Regions from separate parts of the Mus musculus genome. Here regions 1, 3 and 4 are each linked to region 2. Evidence: chromatin contacts called from public Hi-C and HiChIP or PLAC-seq data. All regions are on one chromosome and are shown on one strand. The core of a region is the stretch at or near the end of the contact, and the rest is flanking DNA. Distances in the headings are between cores, read along the strand shown. Region 1 has its middle 18 kb from the start of Gm43837. Region 2 has its middle 23 kb from the start of Klf3. Region 3 overlaps Gm43837 (a long non-coding RNA gene). Region 4 overlaps Tbc1d1 (TBC1 domain family, member 1).

The links. A called contact is a pair of places that touch in the nucleus more often than the background predicts. HiChIP or PLAC-seq counts read pairs in DNA pulled down with a chosen protein or histone mark.
Region 1: a contact with region 2 is called in a Hi-C map of bone marrow-derived macrophages, with 18 read pairs. The contact joins two enhancer-like sites. A contact is called at or near these places in 1 of 484 Hi-C or Micro-C datasets (bone marrow-derived macrophages), 5 of 115 datasets of contacts at active chromatin or transcription factors (bone marrow-derived macrophages, embryonic basal ganglia, embryonic stem cells and 2 more) and 1 of 9 other capture datasets (bone marrow-derived macrophages).
Region 3: an H3K27ac HiChIP or PLAC-seq map of microglia shows a contact between it and region 2, with 5 times the contacts expected there. The contact joins two enhancer-like sites. A contact is called at or near these places in 1 of 15 datasets of contacts at CTCF or cohesin (the NIH/3T3 cell line), 1 of 484 Hi-C or Micro-C datasets (bone marrow-derived macrophages), 7 of 115 datasets of contacts at active chromatin or transcription factors (bone marrow-derived macrophages, embryonic stem cells, microglia and 3 more) and 2 of 9 other capture datasets (bone marrow-derived macrophages and embryonic stem cells).
Region 4: an H3K4me3 HiChIP or PLAC-seq map of bone marrow-derived macrophages shows a contact between it and region 2, with 9 times the contacts expected there. The contact joins two enhancer-like sites. A contact is called at or near these places in 1 of 15 datasets of contacts at CTCF or cohesin (the NIH/3T3 cell line), 1 of 484 Hi-C or Micro-C datasets (bone marrow-derived macrophages), 1 of 115 datasets of contacts at active chromatin or transcription factors (bone marrow-derived macrophages) and 1 of 9 other capture datasets (adipose tissue).

What each region holds. Positions count from the first base shown.
Region 1 is chr5:64,356,940-64,363,413 of GRCm38.p6, forward strand. No RefSeq gene overlaps it. Among named protein-coding and RNA genes, the nearest start is that of Gm43837, 18 kb to the right of the region's middle. Within about 2 kb of position 3,757, at least 146 of the 459 cell types and tissues checked have an H3K27ac peak or open chromatin away from gene starts, as enhancers often do. A contact at or near this core is called in bone marrow-derived macrophages, where this site is marked.
Region 2 is chr5:64,777,328-64,783,439 of GRCm38.p6, forward strand. No RefSeq gene overlaps it. Among named protein-coding and RNA genes, the nearest start is that of Klf3, 23 kb to the right of the region's middle. Within about 2 kb of position 3,809, at least 87 of the 459 cell types and tissues checked have an H3K27ac peak or open chromatin away from gene starts, as enhancers often do. A contact at or near this core is called in adipose tissue, bone marrow-derived macrophages and microglia, where this site is marked.
Region 3 is chr5:64,384,886-64,391,041 of GRCm38.p6, forward strand. Gm43837 (a long non-coding RNA gene) reads left to right here. Exons shown (of 3, transcript XR_003955925.1): 3 at 4,844-4,990. Among named protein-coding and RNA genes, the nearest start is that of Gm43837, 10 kb to the left of the region's middle. Within about 2 kb of position 3,781, at least 112 of the 459 cell types and tissues checked have an H3K27ac peak or open chromatin away from gene starts, as enhancers often do. A contact at or near this core is called in microglia, where this site is marked.
Region 4 is chr5:64,288,038-64,294,459 of GRCm38.p6, forward strand. All of the region lies in intron 14 of Tbc1d1 (TBC1 domain family, member 1), which reads left to right. Among named protein-coding and RNA genes, the nearest start is that of Gm38634, 34 kb to the left of the region's middle. Within about 2 kb of position 1,429, at least 88 of the 459 cell types and tissues checked have an H3K27ac peak or open chromatin away from gene starts, as enhancers often do. A contact at or near this core is called in adipose tissue and bone marrow-derived macrophages, where this site is marked.

The DNA of each region.
Region 1 (6,474 bases), core at 2,507-5,006, 420 kb before region 2:
AACACTCAAGAGTGGCCTCTGACCTCTATATACGCTCAGTGGTATGAACATGCCAGAATTCACTATGACCACACACGTGCACACACACATGCACGCACGCACGCACACTTGCTGATTCTTTTATTATTACTTTTATTTATGTGTACGTGCCAATGCCTGCTTGTTTGTTTGTGCACTCCATGCGTGCTGGTGCCTTGGGAGGCCAGGAAAATGTGTCAGAGCCCCTGGAACAGGGATTACAGACAGTTGTGAGAGTCCTGATGTGGATGCCAAGAACTGAACCCAGATTCTCTGGAAAAACAAGTCGTTTAACCATTGGAAAGCCCATATTTTGCAAGCTGTGCCATTCACTTATCTCTGTGTCCCACATTGCAGATCTATTTATTGTAAATCTGAGCAATTCCAGAGAAAGTTCACTGGCAAGAAGTAAGCAGAGATAGAGTGTCAAAATACAGTAGCAGGGAAAACATATGGGTTGCCATGTGCCAGCGATTGTTCTGAGCCACCCAGGTGGATAACCACAAGGAAAGATGTGAGCGAAGTTACTGGGGCAGCAGTGCTGATGGGTAGTGTCAGTTCACTTCCTTGTTTGTTGATCACTGGAGCTCTGTGTGCCTGAGAATCTTTGAGATAAACAGTAAAGATATAGAAATGAATGACCACTGGGGAGTTAAATATTAGCCCTCTTGCATACCCATTTCTACCCTCGTTCCCCCAAAAGGGCATTGTGGGAGATATAAGAAAATTCTGCTTCAGCATGTGAAGGGAATGGGAGAAGGCAAGGAAGTTAGGAGAGATGCTACACAAACGCAAGCAAGTCTCCCTGGTCCACAGCACGCATAGGGCATGCATGCACCTTGAGACCCTGGTAGGAAGTGGGGTGCTGGGGTGTAGAACACAGATACTCCCCCATTGTCTGGTGACTGGGTGATGTTTATACACAAGCCAGTGCAACAGGAACACAGACTCCAGGACAGTGTACAAGACTTTGCCTAAGAGTGAATTGCTTTGTCCCAAAGAGCTGTCATATCAGAGGGCAGATTCCCTAGCCAAGTGTTGGAAACTTGGGAGCAGGCTTTGCCACAGCCATGGCCAGCCTGAGCTCCCTCGGCTACTGTCTGGCCTAGGGAGCTTCAGGGATGCAGCACTGACTCCATCATGGCTGCCCAGGAAAGTACTCTAGCCCATCATTGCCCGAGTTTGGCTCCTCTGGAGTTTAAAAGGTTGTTGGCATGAGATGTGTGAGGCTGAGAAGGTCTACACTAGGGAAACCTAGTTTCTACCTTTTCTATATGTGGTCTTTCTGAAGCCACTTCTCGGGGACAGGGATGGCACGTGCAAAATAAAGTCCCAAATGTAACAGAAATGTACAAAAGCGAAGAAAAGCCTTCCCCCGCTCTGTCTACCCACATCCTATCACCCAAAAGATAATCACTGCGTCTAACCCCTGGCTAGTATAACTCTCCACCACCCTACCAGGGAAGCCTGTTCTCCATCTGTCCTCCTACCCCTGACCACCGCTGCTCTCCCACAGCAGATTCCATGCTTGCTGGCCTCTGTGTGTGTCCCTGCCTGGAGAAAGCAAGATTAATGAGATGAAGGCCTGTCCTCCTCAACCTAAGATTCTGGAGCCCCCATGTAGGAAAGACTCTCCCATAGTCACTCAACAAGTGAGCACCACCATCTTACCCTTCGAATGGATTCGGCCTTGCACATTTTAAATCCTAAACCTGGACAAGTCCTCAGTAAGCTGAAATATTCTTGTGGAGCTTCTTATGCCAGGGTGTTTGTAAATAGGCGCTGTCCCTCTGCCTCTGCAGTGACCTCATCTCTGCCTCCTCAGACTTTTTCCCAGCCCCGGGTGGGAGCTAGAGGGAACAGAAGATGCTGGCAGCAATCTTCCTCACCAGGGGACCCCAGGTCCCAAAGGGTCTGTGTGACAGTTACACTCTCTTAATGTTATAACCCCCAGCAGAAAAGTCATGTTCTTATCTAAACTATCTTGAGTTAGAAGAACTTTAATGGCTACAGAGTGCCTTGTCAGCTGTAGCTGATCTAAGAAAATAAACATTTTATAACTACGATATCGCAAGCGGCTCCAGACACAAGAGACACTTGGTCCCGATGGATGGTTCTTATAAATAACCAGGCAATCACGCACTGCAGAAATAGCTAGAATTTCTATGACTTCATAGGGAGCCAAAGGGAAACGCCCTTGCAAAGTGAACGCTAAAGTCATCCCACAGTCAAAATGCGGTCAGGCGCCGTGTGGGAGCCAAAGACAGTTTGCTTCAGCCCCAGCCTGGCCTCCAGTAGAGCCACACTGATGTGAACCCCTGCATTGAGTCCTTATGCTTAGGGCCACCCCTTGCCAAATGCACTCACTGAAGGGGCCTGACAGAAAGCACAGGCCGAAACAAACGACCCCACGGCCGGTGGCAGGCCTGAGATCAGCTCCTTAACTCGATGGCTGTGCATTGCTTGCATATGGGTTCTGCCATCTGGAGTCCATTGCCCTGCAGCCCAGTGGGTCCTGAATGATTCAAGACAGGCTGCAGCATCAGTCCACAAACAGAGTTTCAGCATCACTGGTTAAACTTAAAGTGTTTCTGTAACCAAGGGGAGTATCAGAAAAACCCCATCTCCTCGACATTTTAATTTTAAGATTTTATAGTGATAAGGGAGAAAGCGAATTATTTTTCAAGGGAGGGAGATGTAACAATCTCCCTGGGAAACTGTCTTCAGGAACAAGGTACCCATTGGCCATTTCCCCCCGTAAGAGTCAAAACAAGGGAGGCCTAGCCCTGCTCAGTGGCTCTGGTCCCAGGATGGCCAGCTCTGTGAGGGCAGGAATGCACTTACTTTGTCGAGGTCAGCCATGAGAGGTCATTTCAGTTCAGACTGGTCTTGTCATACAGCTCAGGCTTGCCTCAAACTCTTAACAATCCTCCAGCCTCAGCCTCTAGAATGCCAGGATTACAGGCCTGTGGAAGTATGTCCAACCAGGGATAGTCATTTCTCTCACTCCCCCTATTACCTGAGTTCGGGTCAGAGCCCGGGCCCTGGCAGCCCTAACAAGCCAGGCTCAGCCACCATCCTCAACGGACCAACTAAAGAGACAAGTGAGAGTGGAAAAGGCTAATTCACTAGGAAGATGAAGGCATGTCAACATTCAGTGATGACCCCGACCGTGACCCATCTTCAAGGTCAATTCATGAGGTTTAGGTTTAGACATTGGACAAGAAGTACGTAGTCTGACACACGAAAACTGTGTGAAGTCTCTTCCTGGGAAACAAGTTCCCCCCCTAACTGGTGCCAGGCTCCACAGCCTGTTCCTTCTCCCGTCATGAGATTCAGGGAAATTCCATTTCCTTGGGGACCATTGTTTCAATAATCTGATAGCCAAAGGGAGGGGCATAAACATCCCTCTTCAGAATATGTTCCCTCCTGCCAGCTTGGTTACACCCAGATTCCAGCTCTTCTCTGGTGACTGTTCTGTGGGCCCCTGAGAGAGTAATGAAAGCCTAGGAAATACAGGCCAACCCTAGGCCATCCTGGCAAGAACAGGAAAGTTTGAAACCATGGCTTCCCTCCCTGGCGTCAGGAGAGGTAGGCATCAACAAAATTACCTTTTAGCCTTTTTGCCCTTCCCAGGTTTTTCTAGAAGGTTCTAGCACATTCCTCCTGTGACTCAGTGGGGCGTAGGCAGCTGCCCCCGCAGACACCTCCCAGGCAGGAAGTGCTGCACCACTGACTGGGCAGATCAGATCAAAAGAGGCTCAGCTCACTAGAAACTATTGTTCACGTGACATATTTGGGAACTGTCAACTGCAAAGGTCCGCTGAGCCCACAAATGCTGCAGATACCCCAGAAACCCAAGAAGCCTTTTGTATTAGTCAGGGTTTCTATTCTTGCACAAACATCATGACCAAGAAGCAGTTGGTGAGGAAAGGGTTTATTCAGCTTACATTTCCACAATGTTGTTCATCACCAAGGAAGTCAGGACTGGAACTCAAGCAGGTCAGAAAACAGGAGCTGATGCAGAGGCCATGGAGGGATGTTCTTTACTGGCTTGCTTCCCCTGGCTTGCTCAGCCTGCTTTCTTATAGAACCAAGACTACCAGCCCAGGGATGGCACCACCCACAAGGGGCCCTTCCCCCTTGATCACTAATTGAGAAACTGCCTTGCAGCTGGATCTCATGGAGGCATTTCCTCAACTGAAGCTCCTTTCTCTGTGATAACTCCAGCCTGTGTCAAATTGACACAAAATTAGCCAGTAACAATTGACCCCTTGTCAACTTGACACACAAACACATTACTAGTAAGCCTCAACCCTTAGTTCTTATTCATCCCCAAGATCTTAAATAACTTTAAAAGTCCCACAGTCTTTGCATATTAAAAGTTCAATCCTTTCAAAATATCCAATATCATTTAAAATCCAAAGTCTTTTTACAATTAAAAGTCTCTTAACTGTGGGATCTACTAAAATATTGTCTTCCTTCAAGAGGGAAAAATATCAGGGCACAGTCACAATCAAAAGCAATAATTAAACTCCAACTGTCCAATATCTGGGATCCAACTCACGATCTTCTGGGCTCCTCCAAGGGCTTGGGTCACTTCTCCAGCCATGCCCTTTGTAGCACACATCTTGTCTTCTAGGCTCCAGCTGCCTGTACTTCACTGCTGCTGCTGTTCTTGGTGGTCATCTCATAGTACTGGCATCTCCAAAACAATACATGACCCCTTCAGTTCTGGGCCATCAACTTCAACTGAGGCTGCACCTTCACCAATGGCCTTCCATGGCCTCTCACAGTGCCGAGCCTCAGCTGCTCTGCGTGACCCCTTCATGCCTTTAAAACCAATACCACCTGGTTGACTCTTACATATTATCAAGTCTCACTGCAGCACAAGGTACCACCTTGGCTATCTCTAGAACACAGCCTCGGTGCTCTCAGAAAACACTTCCCAGAAGATGTCACCTCAATGATGCTGGTCTCTTCTTAATCACCACTAATTTCTTAGCTCCAGCTAACCAGCATCAATAGTCCCAGTAATCCAAAGGTTTTGCTTTAGTAGTTCTGGTATCTTGTTAATCTCAGCTGATTCTTCAGCCCCAGCTAACCAGAACCACAGAATCTTCACAATCAAAATAGCAATGGCCCTGAAAAGAGTCTTTAATCTTCCCTCTGAAATTTCACAAGCCAGGTCTCCATCTTCTGCACTGTTCTCAACACTATCTTCCAAGCTCCTACATAACATCCCACAGAGCTCTTAACACCAAATGGATCTTCTGGCCCAAAGTTCCAAAGTCCTTCCACAGTCCTCCCCAAAACATGGTCAGGTTGTCACAGGAATACCCCACTCCTGGTACCAATTAGCCAGTACACCTTTCTAGCACCCTGAGGCTGCATTGCAAAGCTGCTCACCTGCCATCAGCTGGTGGCCCAAGCATCTCTCTGTCCACCATTTTTATTTCTGGATCCAGTCCATCCATCCCCTTGAAGAGCTTCCTGCTGGCTGTGACAGCTAGAGAAGAGGTAAAAGAAAAACCAAAAGAAACAAAACACCCAACAACAGCAACAACAAAATGCTTACCCTCTCCTAGACGACCATGGACTCTTGCTTGACCCAATCCCTGCTTACTCTCCCCTTGTCTTGACCGCTGTTTCTAAAGGATACACGTACTCTCCTTATATCTAGACTGACTAGAGAGGAAGAAAACTCCAGCTACAAGCAGAGCAGCCATCAACCCCGTGACCTGCAGCTCAGTGGATGAGGGAGGATACTTTCCCTATGTTAGTCACAATTCCCATAATGCAAGCCCACCCCAGACCAAGTGGTACCAGCCGGAAGTCCTGGGAGAAGTAGCAGGTGTTTTAAGCCTGGGTCACACATGACCTAGCTCCACCTTCAAGTAACAACCTTTCCCTCCAGTTTCTTTAGACAGGCCTGGAGGGTAGTTAAACACAGCTCCTGCCATCTTCCCAACAGAGCAGGGAGCCCCCAGATGAAGACTCCCAAGCAAGACAAGGAAAGCCATACACATGTTCTAGAATGTCACTGATATATTCTGTAGCCCCGGGCCCAGGCAGCCTCAGAGCCCTGGGTGTGTTAACCAGAGCAGACAGCCACACTTCTATATAAGGTGCTCATCAGAGCTTTCATGCCTCAGGTAAGAAGAGAGTGCACAGTGTCCTGGTAATAATGCTTATATCAATTACATTCTGAAACAGCATTATTGATAGAGTGGGTTAAATAGAGTCTTAACCTTAATTTCACCTTTAAATGTTTGACTTTTATTTATGTGGCTACTAAAAAAAATCTTTGAAGGAGCATGTGTGTGTGTCACAGCTCCATAGTGTTGTGGCCTTGTTCTAGGAGCACTGAAAAGGAAATCCTCATCACTGTGGTCTGAAGGTGTATTAACCCTCCATCGCCGTGACAAAACTATTCGAGAAGAGGAACAGATTCTT
Region 2 (6,112 bases), core at 2,559-5,058:
ATTTTCAGGAATGTAATTCAAAAAATAACAAAGCAAGTGATAAGAAGCAATGCATCAAATATACACCTAGAACCGAGCACAGGCTCAACGGTAACACAGAAATCCTTTCTATGGACACTGATCCTTTCATTTAAAAGGCAATTTAGATACTCTAGTATCTCTTCAGATCATATTAATCTTTTTACCTTTTTACTAAAGAGTTCCATGGAGAAGAACAACTCTGAATTCTAACCTCCCCCTTCCACTCTTTTTGGCCTTGTGATCGACTAATTTAAAAAATTATGCTTAAGGAAATCATATAGAACTGCCTCTTAAATATAAAAGCTGTAATACAAACTGAATTGAAAATAAAGCCCTTGGTCTCATAAGAATATAATCAATGGCTAGAGGTCCAGTTAGCTGTAAAATTCAAGTTGGGGGGTGTGCTATAACTTAATGTCTAAAAGAAGTTGTAAAATATTTTGGGGGGCATGCCTTCAATTTTAGATAGTAAAAGAACATCTGATAACACTTTGAAAACCAAGATCACAGGAAAGTTTTCTTTAAAATAAGCTAAATAAATTTTGCTTTCCCTCCCTAATTTCTAAAGACAGTGGAATAGAAAGAGTACTTTCTGGGATTGCAATAAAAGCATCAGCAGCCATTGTCACCAAGCGTGACACAAAGGGTGTCAGACACAGCCTTCGCTGGCCCAAGTTACAGGCATAGACCTGGCCCAGTTTCACAGTGCAGCTTTGTCAGGTCGGTTGGACTAAATTAACTTAATTAAACCAACCAGGACTGGTTTTGGTTTTTTCATGGCTGCGCTGAAACTTGCTCTGTCCAGCAGGCTGGCCTCAAACTCAGAGATCTGCCTGCCTCTGCCTCCGGACTTTTAAAAAGCATCTCAACGTACTTTTCTTCCACATCCAGAAGAAAAGAGGTGTCTTATCAAGTGTGCTTTGGGATAAAGAGATAGCTCAGCCATTAAAAGCTAGGCTCACAACCAAAAATATAAGAAGTGTGGCTAATTATGTCCTTATCACACTACCTACTAGAAAGGGCTACAACTCAGTAATGGGAAAGTCCCAAAGAGTGAACCTCGGAAAGATGTTTTCCAACACCACAGCAGAGAGAATGCCCAGAGACAAGTGGGGTGGGGGTGGGGGGAGAGTAGCAGACATGGTGCCAAGAGTTGCTGCCCTGGGAAATGGTGACAGTCGCCAACAAGGGTCGTTTTGTTCCTTTCTGCCTGGGCAGTTTTCTCAGCACCAAGTGTAGGGGCACGAATTGTGTTGGAAAATTTGTGCATACAAACAAACACAGATATTTAACAAATCGGGGGAAAGCCTTCACTTTATGGTGGTGCTCTCCAGAAGGAGATACGTTTTACCTTTGGGTCAGCAGGCAGAAGGGAAGGAGGGAAGAAGGAAGGGAGGGAGGGCGGGGAGGGAGGGAGGGAGGGAGGGAGGGAGAGAGAGAGAGAGAGAGAGAGAGAGAGAGAGAGAGAGAGAGAGAGAGAGAGAAAGAGGCAGAGACAGAGACAGAGACAGAGACAGAGACAGAAACACTGGACCTGACTTGAACCCTCAAAGCCAAGCCCCCAGTGGCACACCTCTTCAACCAGACCACAAGTTTTCCAACAAGGCCACCCATCCTAATAGTACCACTCCCTATGAGCCTTTGGGTGCTATTGTCATTAAATCACCATGCTATTTCTTCTAAACCTAAAAACTTTGAAGAGTTAGGCTCTGTATAGCTAATAGACCCATTTGCCACAGCAATGTAAAAACTAATTAAGCCAAGGTCCACACAGTTCATGTTATGGTTTTTGGATCTTGAATTTCCCCTAGAGACCCATGCGTCAAAGGCTTAGTCCTTACATGATAGTATTAGGAGGTGGTGGCACCTTTAAAAGGCAGAGACTAGTAGGAGGTTTTCCAGTTCCTGGAGTATTCCTTTAAGGACTATGGGATACTCAGCACTTCTCTGCTATTTTGGCTTTCTAATCCTGCGTAAGCAATCCTTGTGTGCCACCTTACAGGGGCCTGAAAGGGAGGACCCAATTAATAGCAGGCTGAGACCTTCAAAACTGAGCAGAAATAAACATTTTCTCATTATGATCATATCAGACATTTCATGACAGTGCAGAAAGCTAACTGACACCGTTTATATAAGATTACTAGCTGGGTAGAATGCTGGTAGCTGTTTTGTTTGTCTGGTTTGGTTAGATTTTTCAGTGTTTTTTTGAAACAAGATCTCACAGTGTAGCATGGGATTGCCTTTGACTTACTGGCTGGGCTAAACAGAACTCATGGCATTAGCCTCCTAGTGATGAGATTGTAAGTGTGTGCCATATACCCTATTAAAACATTCTTTAATATCTAATAGACTGGGCTGTCTAACGAGCAGGCTCAGTAAAGACAGGCACGTGCTGCTAACCCTGATGAACTCAGTTTGATTCTTTGGACCTACACAGTGGAAGGAGAAAACCAACTCCAAAGAGTTGTAAAGTTGTCCTCTGACCTCCACATAGCCACCATGGCATCCACATATAATATATATACATATATATACATATATACATATATATACATATATACAGATATACAGATACAGATATAGATAGATGAGTACTCTGTAGCTGTCTTCAGATACACCAGAGGGGACATCGGATCCCGTTACAGATGATTCTGAGCCACCATGTGGTTGCTGGGAATTGAACTCAGGACCTTTGGAAGAGCTGTCAGTGCTCTTAACTGCTGAGACATCTCTACAGCCCAGTTAGTCAGTTTCTTATAATTGCATCAAGTTCCTAAGAAAAAAATATGTAAGGGCAGACTTACTCTGCCCCACACAGCTTTATAGGTTTCAATCCAGACACCTGTCCCACTGTTTGCTTTGGATTTGGGTCAAGGCTGAGTGAAGGAATGACAGAGACGGGTGACAGTGTGACAGAGCAGAGCCTCAAGTAACTCTTAGACAGCAGAGGATGGAGCGCAACAAGGAAAAGCCCCGCTGACATGCCTTCAATGACCTACTGCTTCCAACTAGGCTCCACCTCTGAAAGTGCCCATTGTCTCCAAAAAACGCCATCTAATTGTGAAGTGGCCCCTGGATAAGAACATCCATTGAGTAGGTCAGGGCATCCACGATCCATCACTCACCCTCTCAGTCACTGGCCTGACCAGCCAGACACCGAGCCTTCACTGCAGCCTTTCAGAGAGACTGGATATCTCAACCATAACCGCCCTCGTTTTCTGATTTTCCTTATTCCTCCTCATCTCCATGTTGTATAAATACATTGTCTCAAAAGAAAGGGGGAGGGGGGACGACAAACATCAGCTCTAACCGTGCTTTTAATGTTTTCATGAGAGAAAGACACATGGTTCAGTGAATTAAAAACTGAAGAGATGCATGCATGGTGCGCTTGGTCCAAGTACACATAATCAAATGGGGAAAAGTTAAAGCATATTAACTGAGGGAAGAAAAACACGGCTCAGGGGACTGGCAGCTGGGGAGGGAGGGGCTGTGGGCGGGGCAGGGGAACTGAGTCAGGGAGACAAACAGGATGCTGGGAGGTGAGAAATAAGGGTGGGGAGTAGTGGGGAGTCTGAAGAGGAACTAACAAGATCTGTTGCTTATAGTTACCCAGAAACCCTTCAGAACAATAACACACAAACAAACTTAAAAGGAAGAAGCTGCAGGAGAGGGCTTCCAGCGGAGGAGATCAGCTGGTGTTCTGGTGTTGGGGGAGCTGTAGGTCAGCTCTCTCATAGTCACTGACTCTTCTTGACTAGATGGATCCGGGCAAAGCACGGTAGACCGGAAGAGTGGACCCCGGGCCCCAGGAAGTACATGCCTGTAAAAATGGGAACCTGGGCTCTGTTCATTCTAAGTTGCCGGCGCCTCTGGTTTCCAGCCTTTTCTGCTTGGCGATGCTTTCGAACAGATATATTTTGAGGAAGAATTCTGGTTTCGAGAAGCTGAGCAGGCCCAGCCACTCAAGCGGCCACCAAAAACTTCAAAATTTCTTCCAGACTTCTCACCCCTTCTTCAAGGGCTACCTCACCCCTTCCTTCTTGCCCCCTTTCCAGGTGCGTGAGTCTGAGGGTGCTTCCAAAAAGCTAAATTTTGCCTTTCATTAGACACAACTTACCCACTTCTTTCTAGCTATTTTTAAAAACACTTTTCCTTGCTCCTGAAAAGTGTGTTTATTAAAGAAAAACTACTTCAGAGTATTGAAATGTAAAGAAAAAAGAAGCCATCCTCCGGCCAGCCGCTGAGACAACAAGCCTTCCAATCATTTTCTTTCTTTCTCTTTTTTTTAATTAACTTACTTATTTTATGTATGAGTACACTGTTTCTGTCTTGAGGCACAGCAGAAGAGGACATCTGATCCTGTTACAGATGGTTGTGAGCCACCACGTGGTTGCTGGGAGTTGAACACAAGACCTTTGGAAGAGCACTTAACCACTGAGCCATCTCTCCAGCCCCACAAGGGTCTTCTTTTAAATTACTGGATTCACCAGACTTGACATCACTCTTTCACAAGGCTCTGAAGATTTCTAAGTGGCAACCTCAGTCACAAGTAGGGAAGGTATAGTAGAGAAAGTGACAGCTCTGCTCTCTGCTAAGGCGAATGCAGATGCATTATAAACTCTCTGAGTAGAGATCAACATCCTTCCGGCCCCCAGTGCCTGAGCCCTGGCTGTCCCAGTCTGCTGCTTAAATTTCTGATGCAACGGGGCGGTTTAATCCCAGCACTTGGGAGGCAGAGGCAGGCGGATTTCTGAATTCGAAGCCAGCCTGGTCTACAGAGTGAGTGCCAGGACAGCCAGAGCTACACAGAGAAACCCTGTCTCGAAAAAACCAAAAAAAAAAAAAATGTTTCTGATGCATGGGACCAGAAACCTCAGCCTGATACAATGTAGCTGGAAGCCCCCCCCCCTTTTTTTAAACTTTTTTTATTAGGTATTTTCGTCATTTACATTTCAAATGCTATCCCAAAAGTCCCCCATACCCTCCCCCCACTGCCCTCCCTCTCCCACTCCCACTTCTTGGCCCTGCTGTTCCCCTGTACTGAGGCATATAAAGTTTGCAAGACCAAGGGGCCTCTCTTTCCAATGATGGCAGACTAGGCCATCTTCTGCTACATATGCAGCCAGAGACACGAGCTCCGTGGGTACTGGTTAGATCATATTGTTGTTCCTCCTATAGGGTTACAGACTTCTTTAGCTCCTTGGGTACTTTCTCTAGCTCTTCCATTGGCAGCCCTGTGTTCCATCCAATAGCTGACTGTGAGCATCCACTTCTGTGTTTGCCAGGCACCGGCATAGCCTCCATATTTTTTTTCCAGCAAATCTTCCTTCCCCAAAGACCTCTGCACCATTCCTAAGGACAACCACAGGCTGAGTTTTCCTATAGACAACAGAGTAAAACTTCCAAAGCACTTGTGAATGGGCCACGCTAGGAGACCCAGGAGTTAAAAGGCTGACCAACATCCTTCCAACCATCCTGAAACTTGTGTAATGTCATTTGCTTTAGATGCAAAGACTTGGGGAGGCCTTTGGGAACAAAGAGAAAAAAAGGAAGACAGCTACACTATGTCAATATATCAAGCACGTTCCACATTCTGTTAGCTGAATCACAGAGGGAGAAAAATGTATGTGTGCCCCTCAAAAAAAAAAAAAGATGCTATATGTATAAATGCATCCATGTAAGACAGTCCCTGATTTAATGGTTTGACATAATGACTGTATTTATTTATTTTAACTACTAGATTCTTGAACTTCCTGTTCCCAACCAGCCATTGTTGGATTAGCTGAACCACAGCCTGTAAGTCATTCCAATAAATCCCAGATAGATAGATAGATAGATAGATAGATAGATAGATAGATAGATAGATAGATATGGATATATAAATATATAGATATATATGTAGTGATTCGTTCTATAAATTCTGTTACTTGAGAGAACACTGACTAATACAAAAGTTGATACTAGAATTGGTTCTGGAGCAACAGAAGTATAAGCACCTTTGGAAGTATCTTGTATAGGCTTTTCAATTCACTAACACAGATACTGATACACCAACTGTGAGAGATAATGGGTTTAGTGATTATATAAGAAA
Region 3 (6,156 bases), core at 2,531-5,030, 390 kb before region 2:
TTCTGTTTTAGAAGGAATCAGTTTTAATTACTCAATTAGGGAACAAGCCCTACTCTTGGTCTAAAGCCATTTTGTCAGATTAGCTCAATGAAAATTAGTTTTATAGTTACTTAGTAACCTTAAACTTTTTTAGTAGATATTCTGTTACAAATCAGTTTCAAACAGTGCACCAAGGCTCAGGGTGGAGGTCAGAGGGCAGCCCAAGTGAGTTGGTTCCTTCTTTGTTCCCTGCGGATTTACAGAACCCAGCCTGTTAGACCTGGTGACCGGTGTCTTCACCTCCTCAGCCATCTTGTCAGTCCTAGCTCACCCACAGTGTCACTGAGGTTTACCAATTCAGTCAGAAGGATGAGAATTCACTTAGTACAGACAGATTTTTTTTATTATTTAAATGGAAATAAACCAAAGTAAAGTAATAAAAAATAAAATAAAAAATCACCACAGTTGCTTGGGGACACTGAAGCATTGAAAGATGTTTTCTATTTTTTTTTTTTTTTTGGTTTGGTTTTTTCGAGACAGGGTTTCTCTGTGTAGCCCTGGCTGTCCTGGAACTCAGAAATCCGCCTGCCTCTGCCTCCCAAGTGCTGGGATTAAAGGCGTGCGCCACCACCGCCCGGCAATGTTTTCTAATCTTAAATGGCCTGTTCATTGCTCATCTCGTTACTGTAAGAACATCTACAGTTTAGGGAAGGAAGGGTTTATTTCCGCTCTCAGTTTGAAGGTGTGGACCATCACGGTGGGGAGGTGTGGTGGGAGAAAAGTAAGGCAGCTAGCTAGGTACCTCAAGTCGGGAAGCAGAGAAGAGCTAATGCGCATGCTCAAGTTGCTTTTTCTAATACTCAGTCTGGAACCCCAGCCCATGAAACGTACTGCGCCAATGGATTGTCCTACCTGGGATGGCATCGTGCTCTCGGATGCACTAGTATCTGATTTCCTCTCTGTATCGGCTGCTTTCGTATTCAACCAAAGGATCTGACAGAAACAGCCTAAGAAGGAAAGTTTATTTCGACTCCTGGTTTCAGAGTGGGGCAGACATGTGAGAGCCCACCGCAGCCGGAGCATGTGATGGAAGACCCTTCACGTCACAGTGGGCCAGGGCTAGAGGCTGGGCTATCTTCTGAGGTCTGACTTAAATGACCTCCTTCCGCTAGCAAAGCTCCACTTCCCATTCCACAGCCTCCCAGGATAGAACCACCACATGGGGAATGAGCTCTCAAAGCCTGAGCCTGTGGGGGCACTTCAGAGTCAAGCCGCAATATTCTACCACTGGACCCAAAGGCTCGTGGGCATCTCGTGACTAGAGCTGCATCGTGTCTAATTTTAAGAATTCCTGTAGTCTTAATAGTCTCAACGTTGTTCCAGAGTCCAGTGTCTCTTCTGAGGCCCAAGAGAAAACTCCGGGCTGTGAGCCATTCAATCAAAACTGAAATGGCGTATAAGAGGACATAGGCTGAATGCTGCCATTCTAAAAGAAACAAGAGGGCAGCAAAAAAAGATAGGATCAAAGCAAGACTGAAACCTGGCATGATGACCATTAAATCCTGTAGTTTCTCAGGCAGCATCAGGCACACGCAGCCCTGAGTGCACACACACTTGTACAGTGTCAGACACACATAGCCCCTAGGCATACGCAGCTTCTGAGAGCCCACTTTGTTGTACCAAAGAAAATACTTCTAGTCAGTGCTTTTCTAGGAGGGCTTTAAAACTTTCTTTAAAATTGTTTTTATCCATACATTTCGATCATACATTTTCCTTTCCCCCAACTTCTCCCATCTCCTCCCCATCTCCCTACTCTACACAGCTTCACGTCTTTTCTCTCATAAGAAAAAGAAAAATGAAAGAGAAAATCAAAACAGACAAACAAACCAAAAAAGAAAAGAAAAGACAGGAAAAGAAAGGAAAACCAGTAAGAAAAAAATACCAAATAAAATAATGCAACTCACATACAATCAAGCACAGAGTCTACTTTGTGTTAGTCGACTACTCCTGGGCATGGAGTCTACCCTGGAGTGAGGTTGATACATCTGTGCATCTCTCCATTGAAGAACACGGATTTTCCCGTTCCCAGGAGTTTTGTTTGCAACTAGTTTGATGGTTAGGATTGGTCAGGAGTGGACTCCTCCACTTCCCTTTCTCCATCCTGGGCTCTTGTCTGATTTGTAACTATGCAGGTCTTGTTTGTATTGTTACAGTCTCTGTGTGTACATGTGTATCAGTTCTGGAAGACCCTGTTTAGGAAGGCATGTTTTTCATTCTCTCTTACAAAGGAAATTCTTTCAATGAGTCTGTACTTTCACACCGTAGAGCAGGGCGGGGTCTCACTTCCACTCCCATTTCCTAGTGCTGCAAGCAGCTTCTTGAAGGATGCTAATCTGTTTAACAGATTAGCTGCTTTGTCTATACTGGTTTTACCTCCAACTTTAGGTAAGTTTGTGTTTTGTGTTTTTTGTTTTTCTCTCTCAAACTGCATGTTTTCCCAAATTTTCCTGCTCGGAGTTTCCTGACTAAAAGCAGCCAAAAATGGCCCTGTACCAGCCTGAATGCTGTGAAGACTTGGAATTTTTTCAACCAAATAAATTGGCTCACTCTTTTAAAAACCAGCTTCAAAGCTGGATTGGTGGTGCACACCTTTAGTCCCAGCACTCAGGAGGCAGAGGCAGGCAGATCTCTGAGTTCGAGGCCAACCTGACCTGCAAAGTGAGTTCCAGAACAGTGGGGGCTACACAGACAAACCCTGCCTTGGAAACAAAACAACAGAAAAACCCAGCTTCACTTCAAAATTTAAAGACCTTAAAGAATACAGACAAATTCCTTCTGGAGATATAATAGAAATGACTTGAGATCTAATTCCCTATACAATCCCTGTCCTTGTCTGGAGCCTCTGAGCCTGTCCTTTGCCATCCGTGTTTCTGTCAGCATTCTGGGTCTTCTACATTTGGACCAGAATCATCCATTACATTCACAGCATGTCAGGGCTTCTCCAGTCCACTGCCCCAAACTTCCAAATTCCTTCCACAAATCATCTGCCAAAGTCTAAGCAGGATGACTTTGGGGTGTTCATAGAAGTCACCCTACTTCTCTGCTATCTGTTTTCTGTGTTTGTTACTTGAATATCACTCTGACCACTATCTCCAACAGAAATGGTAGAGGAGAGAGATGGTGGAGGAGAGAGATGGTGGAGGAGAGAGATGGTGGAGGAGAGTTTATGTTGGTTCTCGGGTTCAGAGGTTTCAGCTCATCACAGCAGGGAGGGAGTTGCAGAGCTCATGGCTGTCAGAGGAAGTTCTCAAGAGGCTCCATCTGCAGGAAGCAGAGAGCAGTCTCTGGAGGCCCTTTATTGAGTGATCACTACAGTCTATCGAAAGCTTTGCATTCTCTGCCCTTCCCTTCTCAATACCACATCTGACATAGGCAGATCCCAGCCAAGAGTGTGTTGATTAAAGTTTGTGTTTGGGGACTGAACACATGACTCCATAAGCAAGAGCGTTAAAAGACCAGAATTGGATCCCATGATGCACATAAAAAGCCAGGCATGGCTCTATGTGCACCTCTAACCCCAATGCTGAGAAGGGGGCTGGTGGAGAAGCAGAGACATACCATTCCACTTTGTGCTCCCGGCCGGTCACACACTTCCAGTCACCCACCAAGGGACTCTTTCATTGGCGAATGAAAGATACACACACACTAGCTTGTTTTTGAAATGCTGTGATTAGCTCAAAGGTTAGGCAGTGCTAAGCCTTTGCCTGCTACCCCAGGCCCAATAGGGAAGTGGGCAGTGGCCACTTACCAGAATTCTTACACTGCTCAGAGGCTCTCTCTGCCACAGCTCTAAATCTGAGCCATCTCTCAACTCATCTCAAGCCATCTCAGGCAATCCTCTGTCTCCACTTCTCTATCCCAAGCCCTCGCAAATCTAAGTGTCCCGGTCCATCTCCTTTTGCCCAACCATTGACTGCTAGCATCTTTATTGATCAATCAAAAACCAATTGGGGACAAGGTCCTTCAGCATTTGGACACACAGATTCCTGATTAAATCAAAGCATTAGAACCAATCCTCAATACATCAGTCCAGACACAGGTTCAGAGACCCTGTCTAGGAGGAATAAAAAGGAGAGTAATGGGACAAGATCCCAGGTGTCCTTATCTGACTTCTGCCTACATGCATAGATAGACATGTACACATGAACATACATGTGCACATACACGACACACAGATACAAAAGCCATGTTTTTCTTTAGTCTCAAAAAACCCTGAAAAATCCCAGAGGCTGCAAGTTGCTCCTGCTTGAAATCCATGGAGATCACTAAGGCTTCTCTGAGTCAGCTAGGAGTCTGAATGAGCTCAGAAAACCAGGAGCTAACTGTGAGGAGGTGGTAGGGAGGGGGTGTCAGGGTGGGAGGGTTGCCACTAGCTTCTGCAGGGGATGGGGAAGAGGAGAGAGTGGGGAGAATGGAAGGAGGGGACCATCCAGCAGCTGGCCCAGCTGTGTGGCCTGTGCTGTCCTCCCTTTCTGGCCCTCAATTGCTCTTTGAACAGCTCTGCATTTATGGCCACTTGGACAAGCCCCGGCATTGTTTGCCTCTAGTATCTAAGGTCAGAGGCCTTAGAGGAATGGCATGGTTCTATTTCCTTAAATAGTGACTTGGGAATGAAATGAGTAAGCGTGTCTTTAATTAGCCATACCCCAGAGGCCTGCGGGGGTGGGGGGGTCTGGTAGATGGTGGGCCCCCTGCCAAGATCAGCATTGTGAGGCTGGTATTTGGTCCAGGGTGTGGGGGGGGGGGGAGGGTTCAGTGCTATGCATTATTTACCCTCCCTCCTCATCTCCTATTGTCCTATCAGCCTCAACTCCAATTCTGTCCCCATGTCAACATGAAGGATGCCCCGGAGCTGGAGAGAGGAAAGAAGGGAGCCCTTTCTGAGCAACTACCACAGCCTAGGCACTGTGCCAGACACTGGAAAGGGCAAGGTCAAAGATGGAAGGATCGTGCGGAGGTGAGCCAATGAAGGCTGAGCCCAGGCCACCTAGTCCCACAGTGGTGATGCAGTTAAAGCATAAGGGTCCCTGGCACCAGGGGAGGTTTCAGAATTGCTGTATCCCCTTTACTGCATTTTTCACACTCTGTAACCACACCACAGAGCCACCCCTGCTACAATCTCCACCCTGTTTCTTTCTGTTGCTTCCAGAACCTGCCTGGGTTCTCTTTCCTCAAAACCTCCAGGGGGCTGCTAGGCATCTCTACACTCTTTCTTTCTTCTCTCTCTGAGAGAAAATCCCTTTCCAGCCTCCCTCTGCTTACAGCTACCTTTCCTTCTGTTTCTTCAGTTCTTGTTGTCGATGTCACAGAAAAGAAAATGATCATTCAGAAAGAACAAAGGGAGGAGGCAAAGGAGCCTGCAAAGGAGATGCTGATTGGCTGAAGGTTTAAGGATGCTGCAAGTGTGGAAGCCAAAGAGGGAGAAGTGCCTGAGACCACCGCCCAGACAGGAGCCATAGCTGACTGTGGAAGGGAGACTAGGAATAGCCACAAGAAAGAAATTTCCATTCAGAAGGAATGGAACGGGCAAAAGAATTTGGGAAGAAGTTGAGTGGTTAATCTACTCAGGTTTTACCTTCTGATGTTGATGTTTCTAAGAAATTGTGATTGCAGAAAGGGTCAGAACATTTTCTGTCTTCTCAGCTACTCAGATTGGAATTTCAGAGTCCACTTGGGCTGGCAGGCTGAGACAGACAGTATCCCCAGACCATGTCCCCCATACCCCTTCCCACAACTCCCCCCCGCCCCCCCGCCCGTACCATCTTCACCTCCAAGGAATGAGGGAACACCTTGGGCAGGTCTGGGCAGGGCAGGCCTGTTTTGCCCAGGTCAGCTGTGGTCGCCTCAGGAATGAGAAAGAAAGCCTGACTATAAACAAGACTTTTTCCACGATCCCTTGATGTGCGCTCCTTATGGGAGGCACAGGACGTCCAGAGCTCTCTTCTCAGTGTTTGGCTAGGGCTTACCTGGCTTCACGCTCTTCACTCTCCTCTACCTCTTGACCTCACATGCTGATTTGTGCTTCTGGGGTCTTACATAATATGTTATCCTGGAATCATGTTTTAAATGGTGCTTTGTGAAAATGGCATTGCTGGGGCTAATGCTGCACCACAAAGT
Region 4 (6,422 bases), core at 179-2,678, 490 kb before region 2:
CTCAGGGCTCTCCAAGGTCCAAGAGCCTCCAATAATCTCGGTTCTCAATGAATTTCTTGTTTTCTTTGTGGTGGCAGGAACGAAGACAGGGCCTGCTGGGCCAGTGCTCACCACTGAGCTGCCAGTGACCTTTTATGAGAAGGATGCGTGTGTAAGAAAGCAGGGTGCACTGGAGAACAGTGATACCGAGTAAGCGGGTAAACATGGACCTGGGAAAGCAGCGGTCTACTGGCATCCTCTGCAGGCAGGCTTTGCCCAGTGCTGTGTTCCAGAGATGCACTGTCTACACAAGTCTGCTTTCCTTGTCGAGGGCTCTCTCCTCATTGTCAGGACAGCAGAGGATGCTGGAAACCAGCTCTTAACTAGCTAGTCTGTGCTGCGTGCCCTTTAGTTTCTTTTCTCAGCGTACCATATGAAGGAGAACTCTTTGTCATTATGAAATAATTTTTAGGCAGCTCTCCACTTGGAACAGAGAGAATCTTTTTGTTCTGTTTGTGCCAGGGAACAGTTTTAGCCTTCATTTAGTTCTTTTCATTTAAGTATTTCATATCACAGTGTGCATTTTACCAACAATAGATGCCTTCAGATTTTGACATGTTTTGAAAAGGGGAAGGAAACTCTTTTTGGCATAAATAAGAGTGATTTATTGACTTGAAGCCCTTTATGTGAGTATATAGTCCAGTAAAGCCAAGGCTGAGAGTTTTGTTTTGTTTTGTTTTGGCTTATGAGTACAGCTGGGTCGGCCTAAACCCTGAAGAACTTTAGGTTAGATAGCACATGAACCAAGAAGTAAACGTTTAAGGCCAGACTAAAGCGCGTAAGGGATCTTCGGTGTGACTTCTGTGTTACTGTGCAAAAGGTGGGAAGCACTTAGTGGCTGATTTGTTTTCAAAAATTGATTTACCTCGGGGAGATTTTAATGGCTAACATAAGTGAAATAATGCAAACGCCGTCTCCATCTCTGCATTTTCTCTTGATCAGGAGTGCTTGTCTTTCACTGGGCACGGGGACTTCATTGTTGAGACTGGGTCAGCCAGGCTGCCCCTGAGCTCACTGTATAGCTGATGCTGCCCTTGAACTCTCGAATCTCCCTCCACTTCTGAGTGCCGGGGTGCCACAGGTGTGCCCCCGTGCCTGATTTTTGGTGGTGGTGGTTTTTGGTGCTGGTAGCTTGTCTTTCTGGCTTTTGTGTTGTGTGTTGTTTAGTGCGGAGGTTGGACTAAGGGCTGCATGCCTGCGGGGCAAGTACTCAACCATATGGACTTTATCCCTGGTCTTCTGGGGAGATTCTTAAGTACCCAGGCTGTCCTCTCACAGGCCAGACTCATGTGAGTTCTCCAAAACTGGGATTGCTGCCACATCAAGACCAGGCAACCTCGGGTGACTGGAGAGCCTGTCACCACTTGGTGGCAGTGTTTCTCCCTGGTCTTGGTGGCTCTGCTCTCCCATCCCCAAGAAAGAGCTTGCTTTCTTCCCCAGTACTGTTGTGTTTGAGTTAAGATAGTTGTCCTTCTGCCCACTTGTAACTTATTTGAATAGGGAGTTGTGGGTTCTGTAGGACTTTATGGGACTAGTCTCCCTTTCTTCAGGGTTTTATGGCAACGGCAGAAGCAGGTAGTGTCCAGTTGACAGATGTGATTATTTTTAATTTCTCCTCTTTGAGATGGGTCTGGCTCTGTAGTGCTACTTGGCAGCCTGTGCCCTAGCCTCACAGATACTGGAGTTCCAGGCATGTGCCACCTCCCCTGGCAAGATTGGTTTTCCTTCAGTTTTATTTAACTTTGCTTTTCGGTGGTGAATAAAGATCTGTCTTGAGATGGAGTTTTCAAACCAAGGATTTGATTGTTCATGTGAAGTTTTTGGTTTTTTGGTTTTGTTTTGTTTTTTCTTCTGTTTTGTGTTTGTTTTTGTATGTGTTGTCTTTGGCATATCATCCTAGAAGCCACTGTGACTGGCCTTGGCTGGCTGCTCCTGCCTGCACTTGTTAACACTGCTAAGGCAGCCCTGTCAGCTTTTCCTGATGCACCTCTGGAATTCAGACAGCAAGTTCGACCACTTCTGCTTGCTAGCAAGGCTCGAGGAGTAGAGCTGAGGCTTCTATACTGCAGTGTGGGAGCTGGGGGTCCTGGGAGTCAGGTGACCAGGACTTGATTGCAGCATCCAGCTGCCAGGGACTTCCTCCTTAGGGTCAAGTGACTGCTCAGAGCATGCCCCCAGGACAAAGTCCAAAGTGGACGTTTTGATTTGTCATTCTCATTTTAAATTTTGTGGCGAGGACAGGGTCTCACATAGTTCATACTGGTCTTGAACTTTGTGTAGCTAAGGCTGTCCTTGAACTCCCAATCCTGTGAGTACTGGAATTACAGATGTGATTTTCTTCTCTAGCTTAATTTGTTACCATTCAAGGTTTCAATAAGCTGTTGAGTTTAAATAAGACAATGGCAAGAAGTTTACAGTGTTTTCAGGGGAATCAAATCTGTGGACTTAGTGCAGTCTGGTCTGAGTATGACCAGCACAGAGGCTCCATGTCCTGTAGGTACTGTTCTGTACCCCCAGCTTTCCCTCCCGTGAATGTCTGCTGACAGTTCCTACTGCACCAGCCTGCTGGCCCCGAAGCTCTACACCCTCTAGCGTCCCTAGGTACAGGGATGGCCCCGAAGGGGAGGGCAGCATGAGCTCTGGGAAGGGATTCTTTCCTTGGAAAACACAGTTTATTTTTACTTACAAAGCAACTCTATTGAGATATATTTTGTATACTGTACAAATCACCCATTTAAAGCCCACAGTTCAGTATTACTATTTTTAGAGATGCAGTCAGAGTACTGAGCAGCTATTACTATAGTAATTACTGTAGTACAAGTTAAAAATCCTTAAATCACTAGATAAAGAATTTTCTAACCATCACTTCTCAGTCCATTGTCCCCACCCCTAGCTGACAGGCAGCCACTAATCTACCATGTCTCTGCAGATTTGCTTATCCTGGACACTTCCTGTAAATGCATCCACAGAATTTGTGGTCCCTCTGCTGGCTCCTCCCACTTCTCATGATGTTCTCTAAGTCTTGTGTCATGTCAGTGCCTTATTCTCTGATGGAAACTAATGCTCCGACCTGTGGACATGTTACATTCTGTTTAATGTCTCCCAGTCAGTAGACAATGTGAGTTGTTTCCACCTCTTGGCTATTAAGAATAGTGCTGTTCTGAGCATTGATGGAAAAGGGGTTTTGTGGATGATCATTAGTCAGCTATAGGATGGAACACAGGACCCCCGATGGAGGAGCTAGAGAAAGTACCCAAGGAGCTGAAAGGGTCTGCAACCCTATAGGTGGAACAACAATATGAACTAACTAGTACCCCCAGAGCTCATGTCTCTAGCTGCATATGTAGCAGAAGATGGCCTAGTCGGCCATCATTGGGAAGAGAGGCCCCTTGGTCTTGCAAACTTTATATGCCCCAGTACAGGGGAATGCCAGGGCCAAGAAGTGGGAGTGGGTGGGTAGGGGAGCAGGGCGGGGGGAGAGTATAGGGAACTTTGAAATGTAAATAAAGAAAATATCTAATAAATTTAAAGAAAGAAAGAAAGGAAGGAAGGGAGTTAGGACTATGGGTGTGACACCATGGTAGAGGTTTGCCTAGAATACATGTGAGTCTGGGTGTGATCCCAGCCCTGAAGAAAAAAAAAAGACTTTAATTGTGAATTGGTGCAGAAGCCCTTCCCGTGGGGAGAGACTGCACTGCTGACGCTGGGCTGGTTCTGCCAAGCCAGAGCTGGAGGAGGCACTTAGGTTCTTGCTGTGGGCTGGCCTTGTTTGCTTTGCTTTCACTTCAGTCTGATTCTCTTGGGTACTGGTACTGTCCTCGTGAGCTCATGGGAAGCCTGATCTCCAAAGAGCCTTCCCTGGGGTTCCCACAGTTTGCCTTCACCCCTGGGAACCAGTCAGAGGGCCATAGGTTAGTGGTATTTGCAAAGTGCCGCGTCTCTTTCAGTGATCCTTAAGCTTAGCACACCCCAGAATGCTTTGGGGGAGCTGTAGAAACATAGGCTACGGGGCATCACCCCAAAGTTCTGGAGATTAAATTATTTGGGGAGGAAGCCTCAAGCCCCAGTGACTTACAGGAAAGGGCCCATTATTTCCGACCTAAACTCGGCTTCCAAAAGTTTTAAGTGAACAGTAAGATAGCATCAGAATGAAAAATCGATATATCCTATAGCAGATCGGGTGCCATTGCACACCCACCCACTCATTGAATACTATCAGTAGCCATTGTAATTATCCCCAGTGTGTCTTACACAGTTAGTGTCTCTGCTTTTACACATACTAAATTCCAGGGTATCATTACTCATCTTTAAAAAGATAGTGGGCAGCTTGATTGAGATACCCATGGCTCCTCTGTTCTGATTAGTTAATGCAGCCCAGTTCCAGTCAATTCTGATTAGCATTAAATTCAATCTCCAGTTGCCCAGATAAACTGTTCACAGTTTTAGGAATACATACCTGAGAGTTTTGACGGGTTTGCTCACTTCAGCTAGCCCCTGATCAGAGTGAGGCTATGTCACAGTAAAAGAACACGCCTTGACTTGGAAGTTTTACAGACTTACATGATAATTCTCTAATAAGCACACTTTAGGCATTACCAGGAACCCCAAAACTCTGGCGGGGGATTAGAATCTGCCTAGTAAGATGGTTTTTGTCCTTTACATTTAAAGGAAGGAATGTTTGTTTGTCTTTCAGTGGTGGCAATGCAGCGTATGCCCCTGTGCGTGGGCTGGTGGCTTGAGAGTTATAGCTCTTGGCACTTGTAGTGAGCTCTTGCTTTTGTAAAAATCCTGAGACAGAGCCAAGAGATGCATTATGCTGTTGTCTAAATGGACTTTTCCAAGTAAATTCATTTTAACGCTTTCATACAAATGAAAATATTTGCAGTCTAAGTCCTAAAAGTTTTTAAACCTCTTTTACCAACACAGGAGCACTGTAATTATTATGGTCTTATATAATTCTGAATATGATTGGTAGTGGCAAACGATAAATTTTATACTTGAGAGAATACTGAATTTTCCCCAGAATACTGAGAACAGGTTCCTGTCAGAGTGTAGGCTCGGTTTTACCAGCATGAACAGCCATGTCTGGGCTCATGTCAACAGTTGGACTGTTGTTACCTCAGCCCCCATTCTAAGACTGTGTGTTGCAGTTCTGTCTTCCCCACTTATCAAGAGAAAGTTTACTAGTGCCAGCCTTTTCTCTTGCCAAGGCTTGAGTTAAGGGGTGTGGTGGGGTAAATAGAAGCATTTGGCTTTCTCAGCGCTGTAGGAGTTCCATGGTGCCTTGGATTTAGATGGGAAGGCACAGCAGGGGGAGAGGGGATTCCTCCCTTCTCAAAGTCTTGTTCATTCTTACCAATGCTTGCAAAGAAAGAAGGAAAGTTTGGAACTCATCATGAAAGCATGCATGCAACACACTGAGGAAGTCTCTGCGACTCTGCCTAACTCTCAAATTCCAGTACACTGGGCATCTGTCCCCACGAAAAGCAAGCTGCATACACCTAGCCCATGTGTTCTCCCAGGATATAACCAGCCTGGTGAATTGCCTTTATTCTGTAGGGTCCCTCCTTGCATCCTGGTACTCAGTTTGCTTTGTCCTGATGGTCTCTCATTTCCAGCCTCAAACGAGATCATTTAGAGATTTTTGTCTGAGCCAGTGCACAGTGATGTAACCAGAGAGACTCGTTTGTCTTCTGTGAGAAGTATGGCCAAGAGGAGTGTAATGGCTGTTCCTGGTTGTCAACTTGACTATATCTGGAATGAACTACAATCCAGAATTGGAGGGCTCACCTGTAATCTAGATCTTGAGTCTGGAAGACACAAGTTCTGACTTGGATCTTGGCATGGAGCTCTTAAGGCATGGTGGCCATGAAAAGCTTAGGCCCAGGCAAGGTAGTACATGTCTTTAATCCCAGGAGACTAAGGCAAGGAGATCTGAGTTCAAGGTCAACCTGGAACAAAGCAAATCCCAGATCCAGCCATAATGGTACACACCTTTAATCTGAGCCACACTGTTTGCTGGAGGACCTACATAAGGACATTGGAGAAGGAAGATTCGCTCTTTTTCGCCTGGTTGCATTTACTTGCCAGCACATCTGTTGGAGCCTCCTACTACAGAAGACCAGCTGAAACAGCTAGCCTCGTGGGACTGAATAACTACTAGCTCCTTGGACTTCCCATCCACAGCTGCTCGTTGTTGGGTTGATTGGACTATGGACTGTAAGTTATCACAAATAATTCCCTTAATATATAGAGACTATCCATAAGTTCTGTGACTCTAGAGAACCTTAATATAAGAAGCAATGCCCCCTCTCTTTGTCCCTGTAATGTTACCAGTGTACCTGGCCTTGTCTCTCTTTTCCCTTCCCCTGCCTCTCAGGCAT